2 separate regions of the Zea mays genome follow, and region 1 is linked to region 2. Evidence: chromatin contacts called from public Hi-C data. All regions are on one chromosome and are shown on one strand. The core of a region is the stretch at or near the end of the contact, and the rest is flanking DNA. Distances in the headings are between cores, read along the strand shown. Region 1 overlaps LOC100276416 (exocyst complex component SEC6). Region 2 holds the start of LOC732839 (laccase-like).

The links. Hi-C and Micro-C count contacts between places; a contact is called where the count stands out from the background.
Region 1: a contact with region 2 is called in a Hi-C map of ear, with 2.9 times the contacts expected there. The contact joins the enhancer-like site here to the promoter of LOC732839 in region 2. A contact is called at or near these places in 3 of 25 Hi-C or Micro-C datasets (ear, leaf and tassel).

What each region holds. Positions count from the first base shown.
Region 1 is chr4:186,621,539-186,626,133 of Zm-B73-REFERENCE-NAM-5.0, forward strand. It overlaps LOC100276416 (exocyst complex component SEC6), which reads left to right. Exons shown (of 25, transcript XM_020552753.2): 12 at 2,231-2,286; 13 at 3,857-3,965; 14 at 4,392-4,532. Among protein-coding and RNA genes, the nearest start is that of LOC103654254, 17 kb to the left of the region's middle. Within about 2 kb of position 1,868, at least 8 of the 20 cell types and tissues checked have an H3K27ac peak or open chromatin away from gene starts, as enhancers often do. A contact at or near this core is called in ear and tassel, where this site is marked.
Region 2 is chr4:186,458,123-186,462,546 of Zm-B73-REFERENCE-NAM-5.0, forward strand. It overlaps LOC732839 (laccase-like), which reads left to right and starts at 2,615. Exons shown (of 3, transcript NM_001112445.2): 1 at 2,615-2,951; 2 at 3,895-4,424. The coding sequence starts at 2,799.

The DNA of each region.
Region 1 (4,595 bases), core at 618-3,117, 160 kb after region 2:
GATGAAGTCATTCCTATGCTTCCAAATGCACCAAACCACTAGTGCCAAAATTTCCATGAAGAAACTGTGGCCAAAGGCACCCTTGGTCTCATGAATCATCGAAAAGAAGTCAAGATCATGATTCCAATGGAGACCCACATAACTCTAGCAGTCTGTACAGAAAGGACAACGAAACAACAGGTGCTAACTGCTAAGTCGTCTCTTCGCAGTGCAGGTCACATAGAGTGCAGTCAAGGTTGTTGTCCGGTGGCAAAAAGCCCTTTCTTCTAAGAATGTTCTTGGAGTTGATTCTGTCTCCGAAGACCAGCTATATAAAAATCTTGAATTTCTTCCCAACCTTGGACTGTCAAATCTAATTAAAGGCAGCAGGAGGCTGGATTGACTGAAAAGTAAGGCTATAACTTGGATGAGCTGAAAGTAGAATTGCCCCACGGACGGATAGGTCCATTTGTCTTTAACAGCTGTAGAGTTCTGAAGGTAACTCACAAGCTTGTGGAAACCAAGATATTCCTGAGCGGTCTGAGAAAATAAAGGAGTATGGAAATTGTGCTCTAGATCCATGTTGGTTAAAAATTCTTGAATTTAGCATTCTTTTTTCTTGGCGAAAGAGAAGAGACAAGGGAAAGTGAATCTGGGGGAGATATTGTTCCAAACATCAAGCCACAACAGAATTGTTCTGCCATCCCCAGCCCAAGGCATAGTATGGCCTCTGAAATAGTCAACCAGCCTGGAAACATCCTTCCACCATAAAGAGCCTGTTTTAGGGTAGCCATGGGAGACCCTGCCCCCAGATTAGTGAGTGGTCCAAATTAGATTTACCCAAGGTATGTCTTCTCTGCCATAGAATTTGTGAATGTATTTAAGCAAGAGGGTCGTGTTCTGAATCTTCAAATTGAGAACACCCAAGCCCCCTCTATTTCTAGGACAGCACACTTTGTCCTAGGCAACCAGAGGGTTTCAAGTGCGCATTTTAACTGCTGCTGACAGTCCCTTCTGATTGTTTAACTGCTGCCGACAGTCCCTTCTGATACAATCGATACCGTTAATGACCATTACCGGTATCTTAAGTGTGCACATTGTAAAGATGGGCATCGCTGAGAAAGTAGAGTTGACCAGAGTAAGTCTTCCTGCTATAGATAACCAAGAACTGATGGTACTGAGCCTTCTTTCAACTTTGGTGATGAGAGGGAGATAGTTTTGACTTTCGGCCTCATGAGGCCCATTGGCAAACCCAAATATGTGAACGGGAAGGTGCCAACTTGTGACATCCAAACATTGCCGCCAGCTGAGTGGTTTTGGTGACATCAAGGTTGATCGCCGACAAGGGAAGGGGAAGGGGGAGGTGATGGTTGCCGAAGCAGCGGACACGGTGGCACCTGCCGTGGTGGGGGAGAGGGTGGCCCGAGGCATCTGCAACCCAGCCTCAGAACAGAGGACGGGTCAGCGGCGGCGCCGACCGTGATGGGGAAGGAGAGGCCCACCCAGGGTGCCTGCAACCCAACCGATGCCAGATGAAGAGCAGTCTGAGCAGAGGCGGTGGACTGAGTGGCACATTCATTGGGGAGGGGAGCGGAAGCACGAGGGCCGCGTTATTGCTGGCGGCCGCGGAGAAGAGAGCGGCGATGCACCAACTAGTGGTCGTGCTCGCGCCGGCGGCTGTGCGCATGCCAGCTGCTGCGCCCACGCCGCAGCGAAAGGAGGTGGTGGCAGCAGCCAGTAAAGCAGGGGACACTGCGGCAGCGACTTGGAGGAAGGGGGGGAGGGTGGTGTTCGTGGTGGAGAAGCCCGACGGAGGTAGGCTGTCGGCCATGGGGGCAGCGGCGGCAACGACTGGGGGTAGAGGAGGCTGGCAGCTGTGAAGAGAGGGGGAATGGAAGAGACCTAGCTAACTATCATGTTGGAGAGTAAAACCCTAACCCTAATCCTAAGTTGGGAGTGTATTAAATAGAAGTATTAGGTGGGCCAAAACCCGTTACAATAGAGGTATACAGTGAAACCCTAACAAAATCCTAACAATATTCTGATAGTAATATCCTAAACACCACCTTTCTTTTGTGACTAACGCATGCGTGTGCGCATGTGGGAGGGGGGATCTCACCATCCTACTGGCTCTGTAATTTGGGGTGTAAAAAGAAGTACTTGATGTTTCTTTAGAAAATGTACTTACCTTGGTTTATCTTAATAATCTTTTTGACTTATAGCTTGCTACTTTGCTTCTATTGCAACACAGATTGGAGAGGAGCTTGGTGATATATATGATTATGTTGCACCATGCTTTCCTTCTAGGTATGTTGATAATTAGTATAATGCACAGTGCCGGTCCTGATATTTTAGAGGCCCGGGACAAGACTTATAATGGAGGCCCTTGATAATATTAATTATTACACATAATTATAGTGCATATATATATTGTTAATAAATATTTATGTATATTTGAAAACGTTGTTCATATTAAATACAAAGTAACTAAAATATAACATAACATCTCGTAGAAAAATGGGTATATATGTGTCTAGATGACTCAAAAGAAAATGGGTATATATGTATCTAGATGACTCAAAAGAAGGTTACTTCGAACAATGATCAAATAGATGTAATACGTTGTGAGATCAATCGATCATGTCATGTTAGTTTCGTGTTCGCTATGTAGGGAAAGACAAAAGCGTTGTCGTACCCAATGTCGTGTGTTGGCTACCGAGAGGTGACGGCACGACCGCCTGTCTGTTTGCGACTGAGAGCCTAGGCAGATGGGCCTGAGACTACAAAGTACTACTACTAGAATATAGAAATCAAGATTAATGGGTTACGTCTAATTCTCCTTGCTTGTTGTTGCCGTGTTGTTGACTTATAATTAGGTCTTTAAAAGTTTTGTAGAGCCAATAGACATATATATACAATATACGCTATATGGCTGTATATATATACTGTTATTTAGTAACTAAAGTGAGGCCCCATTAATTTAGGGGCCCTGGTCGGGGGCACTGCTCGACCCCCGCCAGGGCCGGCACTGATAATGCACAAACTACACTTATCTAGTTGCTAGATTTGGAATATTTGTTCTGTATACACAATAATTTGGCAATCAGTTTACTATGTCAAAGACAAGTCTACGCACATCAACATAATCTAAAAATATATATAAAAAGACAGGCATGTTAAGAGCTCACACAATGGGGCAATGGACCACAATTTGTCTCATAAAATTACCTTTTGTTGAATGCTTCCAAATTCGTGTTCCTTATAATTTCTCAATATGTCATTTGATAGAGAACATGCATAATGTTTTCTCGAACACGCAAGAGAACTGCGTGTCATTTTATTAAGAGGATAAGAAAGGTCTAAGGTGGACCAAAATACAAAGTGCCCGAGAAGGCAGCAAACGAGAGGAGGGGGCAGAAAAAGGAAGAAAAAAGAATAAAAGAATAAAAGTAACTAAAAACAAGAGAAAAAAGAGGAGGGGGCAACAACCCCACACCAACCCTACACCATCTAAATTAAGGCCACAACTGTCTAATATCCTTTGCTCCTGCCATTCCCTAAAGCTTAACGTCCTCATGAATCTCTTGCAAAATGTTGCGGATACTCGGGGTACCCCATCAAACACGCAAGCATTCCTTTGTTTCCACAAACGCAAGCATAATGTTATTGCTCAAAATTAGTACGCAAGAGTAAAGGGAAGAACTTTTGCTTTTATTAGAATATTGATGACCTGATTGGTTATTTTGACATGCCATATAAGCTAATATCCTGAAACGAATCTGGGCTATCCTAGAACTAGTGATTTACATAACATTTTCTGATGGTTTCCTTATCTTTGCCAACGTGTTAAATATTCACATTCCTTATTTCTGCGCAGATATGAAATTTTCCAGCTCATGGTAAACCTATACACTGAGAGATTCATTCAGATGCTTCGACTTCTCAGTGATAGAGCAAACGATATTCAAAATATAAACATCTTGAAGGTACCTTATCTCAAATATCATAATTTTATTCTCACCACACCTTTTCAGATTGTGCTTCTTGGATTCACGAGGTAAAAAAAAACTCGACATTTAGGGTTAAACACCCCTGAGCATTATATTAAGAAGAAGACCTTCTCACATAGGTCGAGAAAACCCTGTCCCACCCATACACAGTGGCATCGTAGCCCATGTGAGTAGACGACCGGGACCGGACCTTAGACCTATGCTTTGGCATAGGACAGTCGAGGGGTTTTTTTAACCACAACATGAAATTTGCTCCCACAGGGAGTCGAACTCAAGACCTAAGGAGTGCTACTCAGACTACCTAACCAACTCAGTTAGAAGCCCTTTCGCGATTCACGAGTAATGAGTAAATGTTTTTGGCTTTTGTTCTTTGCAAGCCCATTAATAGACTAATCACTGTAGGTGACTAGTTGGGTCGTACAATATCAAGAAGATTTGATTGGTCTTGGTGTGGATGAATCACTTGCCCAAGTTTGTTCTGAAAGTGGTGCATTGGATCCCCTCATGAACATGTATGTTGAGCGTATGCAGGCAACAACCAAGGTACTTCTTTCTAGATTTGTGGAATGTAGATGAACTTCAACAAGAATCATGTATTGTTTCATG
Region 2 (4,424 bases), core at 1,365-3,864:
TTTGCAGTAAACTTGTTAGCAAGGCACAGTTCTGCCCCAACGAAAAGACACTGGGTTGGCATTAAGAATATTTTCAGATACCTAAATGGCACAAAGGATCTAGGACTCTTTTACAAAAGAAGTAATGATCCTAGTTTAATTGGGTATACAGATGCTGGCTATTTATCTGATCCCCACAATGGCCGATCACAAACAGGATTCGTATTCTTACAAGGTGGAACTGCCATATCGTGGAAATCGTCTAAACAGACTTTGGTGACCACGTCCACCAACCATTCTGAAATAATTGCATTATTTGAAGCATCACGTGAATGTGTATGGCTTCGTAGAATGGTGAATCATATACTCACAACTTGTGGTATTGGTTCTCTTGACTCACCAACAATTATCTATGAAGATAATTCAGCTTGTGTTGTTCAGATGGATACAGGTTATATCAAGAGCAATATCAATAAGCATATTTCTCCTAAACTGTTTTATCCCCATGAACTTCAGGAAAAAGGGGATATAAACATCTTGCAAACAAAGTCTTGTGATAATCTTGCAGATTTATTCACAAAATCTCTACCATACTCTACATTTCAGAAATGTGTTGAGGGGATTGGTATGAGAAGACTTAAGTGCTTGCAAGGTTCAGGGGGAGTAATTCCCCATGATATATAACCCGTATTGAACCATCATATTACACTCTTTTCTTTGTATGAGTTTTGCCATGCTAAGGTTTTCTCATTCAAAGTTTTTAACGAGGTAATATCAACAAAGCTATATGCTTCATCATTGATTTTCCCCACAGGGGTTTTTATACATGATAATTACAAGCATATTTTTCTTTTGGAGACAATGTGAGAATATTCTCATTATCCAAAAGATATTGTGTACTCCTTATTTTTCCCGCAGGGTTTTTTTGAGGAGATCAAATATTGGATGACAACTTGCAGATGATCAAATGTATTTGGGTTGATCAAGGGGGAGTGTTACAAAATGTTTCACATGTGATCAATCCCAACTGGTGGCAGTTATTGCCTAAGGGTCGCACCCCTTTGGGGACCCTGTGTACTACACTATATATACATCTATCTCTGCAATAAAGAATCAATCCTCTGTCATTTGTCTATGTTGTTTTCCATTTTGCCACTGAGCACTGCAATAGATCACAACACCTATAACATTAACAAGGTAAACATGGTAGCCAAAGTAATTAAGTTTTGGAAATGTAAAAGGTCAATGAATGAAATTTGTGGAGTTGTTCTAAACGTCGATGCCATCTGTGAAGGGGATAAGCACATGCACATCAGCTTCGTGTTCGACTTCTGCGCCGGGCCGGGGCCACTTGTGTGCTGTGGACATCACATTGCCAGTTTGTTCGTTACCGGGCTACATTGTCCTAGACTCCTAGTACTGGCTCATGCATGCATACGTGCTCGCTTTCGTAATCCATGCAATGCAAAAGAACCGGTCGAAAAGTCTCCGCGCACGAATTTCCCTAGTTAAGTCAAAACGGCATCATCTGCTAGCGCGCTAGTAGTAGTAGTAATTAATACTCCTAAAAAAGGTCAGGAAAAAGACCGGTGCCTGGAAACTGGCCTGCTAGCTTTTGGGCTTTTGGCTTGCGTCACGCACGCGGGAGCTCAAACATTTGCTTGAGACGCTGGGAACTGGGGGGATGCATGACGGCGACGAACGGACGGATTAAAGCCAAACGGATTTACTATGTTATTGGAGTCTTTGACACAACCACACACGTCTGTCACACATATTACTGTCGCGAAGAAAAAGAGCTGCAGATACAGTACCAGTAGTTGTAGTATCTTCTTGATTTAACTTGGGACCGAAGAAACAGCCAGAGCCAGCCGGCCCGGATCAGCTAAAAATGTGAATCTTCTTGATGATTAATTGCATAGTCAGCATAGATGTAGGTTCGTTATATACCCACGTTCATATATCGGTAGCCAAATTGATCACCGCCCTGCAACCTTCGATAATCTTAGGTGTGCCAAATACTAGCCCTAACTTTAATTTTACAGCACCCAACCCAACCATTCGCTGTAAGCTGCAACACCTGCCTGCTGTTCGTTGAAAACTTGCATGGAGTTCCTTGACCTTGACTCGTTCCAGCCTCGATTGATCTCCAGCAGGTGACTAATTAAACGAATTAAACTAGCAACCCCGGCCCGCAGATGTCGCCGTCGTGCCAGTTCCCGGTGACGCTCGGACGACGTCGTCGTCGTCACATACTCACACACGCTAGCTAGCTTGCGCGCCACCGCGGCGAGAGGCGGTAGTAGCTATGCTAGGCTACGTACGCCAATCAACTCACGCTAACGGAGGAGGAGGCCGGGCGCCGTCTCAGGGCACGCGGCTTCTGGAGCCACATTGTCGCCGGCGAAAAAAAAACGCTGCTAGAACGTGGACGAGTTGCTAAGCTAGCTAGACAAGACAATCATTCGACGAAGCTATCGACCGGACCGGCCGGCGGGGAAGTTTAGGTACCGACTGGTGGCGGCATGACGAACGAAACATGCATATGCATTCGTCCCCTCGTCGTCGTTGGCAGCTCTCGCTCCTCTATAAATACCAGCGCCATCCGCTTCAGATGAGCATCGATCCCAGCAACGCACGGAGCGTACGTACATTGCAGTAGCTAGCTATAGCTGGCCGGCCATCCCCTCTCGCTCGCTGCTAAACACGTTCCAGCTTGTTTGCTCAGAGAAACAGCGCGCGCGCACACACACACACATCATCATCATCGATTCATCGTACACAGGATCAGAGAGCTTAATTAGTTCTAGCTCTGCTGCATGCCCCTTCGACAACGTCCGACGATGGGCGGCGGCGGCGGCGGTGTAGCTAAGATGCCGGCAGGCCAGCTCTGGTTATTACTGCTAGGCGTGTTGTTGTTAGCATTTGGAGTCCCAGCCCAGGCCTCCAGGAATACTCACTACGACTTCGTTGTAAGTTGATCGATCTCGACGATATATCTCAATATCTCATTTCGACTTTATATTACCGGCCAATTTAATTTCAGAGACGCAGGCAGTTACCTGAGAACGTTAGTGCTAGCTTGCGGGCACCTTACAAATAATCAGCCGCTGTACATGCGTGTTCTAGTTTTCAAATAAATGTCTAGCTACTAGGTTGATGTGATTCATGTTTGCATGGCTTCAGAACATTTGAATTCAAGTGTCTAGCTAGGTCTAGGTACGTAGTCTATCTGATTGGTTGCCCGTATCGCTTTATTCTGGTCCTCTGCGTGCATTGACTTTGATTAAGCGTGTGTTTGGTTACCCGCACGTGGAAGGTGCGGATTGTACGAGCCGATGCAAAACAAGCCATTTAGAGGCCAATTGACTGCATCCGCTCGTACCGCCGAAATGCCGGTATCTGGCCAGCCAGGCTCAGGACAGCCTGTAGCTACGGACACACTTAACCAATCAGGGCCAGTATGAACCGTTGGATGCTCTGCATGAGCATGATGGAGTAAGTAGAACTAGCTAGCTGTACTGTACTGTATCCCGACAGGCACAGCCACAGATGATTGACTTCTTACTTGCTTGTACGTCTAGCTATAAACCGTATTAATTAGTTAGGTATATTTGCTAAGCATAGAAACTACGGGAAACCACACTTTTCCCGTTTCCCCATCATCGTCATCACTTGAGAAAAAAAATCTAGCAACGATGTGACACGTCTTATTAGATAGCGCTGCTTGTTAATCTTTTTCCATTCCAGCTATCTAGCTATGCTCCTTGACGCGCACTGCTACGTGCTACAATATATACATACATACATAATATATGTATGTGTATACATGATTTTAATATATGTAGAGAAGGAGGACGACGACGTCTAAATATAACGCCGGTGTGGGGTGTGTGATATATATATATTTTGCAGATAACTGAGACGAAGGTCACCCGACTATGCCATGAGAAGACCATCCTGGCCGTGAACGGGCAGTTCCCGGGGCCGACCATCTACGCGCGCAAGGACGACGTGGTCATCGTCAACGTGTACAACCAGGGCTACAAGAACATCACCCTCCACTGGCACGGCGTGGACCAGCCGCGGAACCCGTGGTCCGATGGCCCGGAGTACATCACGCAGTGCCCCATCCAGCCCGGCGCCAACTTCACCTACAAGATCATCTTCACCGAGGAGGAAGGCACGCTGTGGTGGCACGCGCACAGCGAATTCGACCGCGCCACCGTGCACGGCGCCATCGTCATCCACCCCAAGCGCGGCACCGTCTACCCCTACCCCAAGCCGCACAAGGAGATGCCCATCATCCTCGGCGAGTGGTGGAACGCGGACGTGGAGCAGATCCTCCTCGAGTCCCAGCGGACCGGCGGCGACGTCAACATTTCGGACGCCAACACCATCAACGGCCAGCCCGGCGACTTCGCCCCGTGCTCCAAGGAGGACAC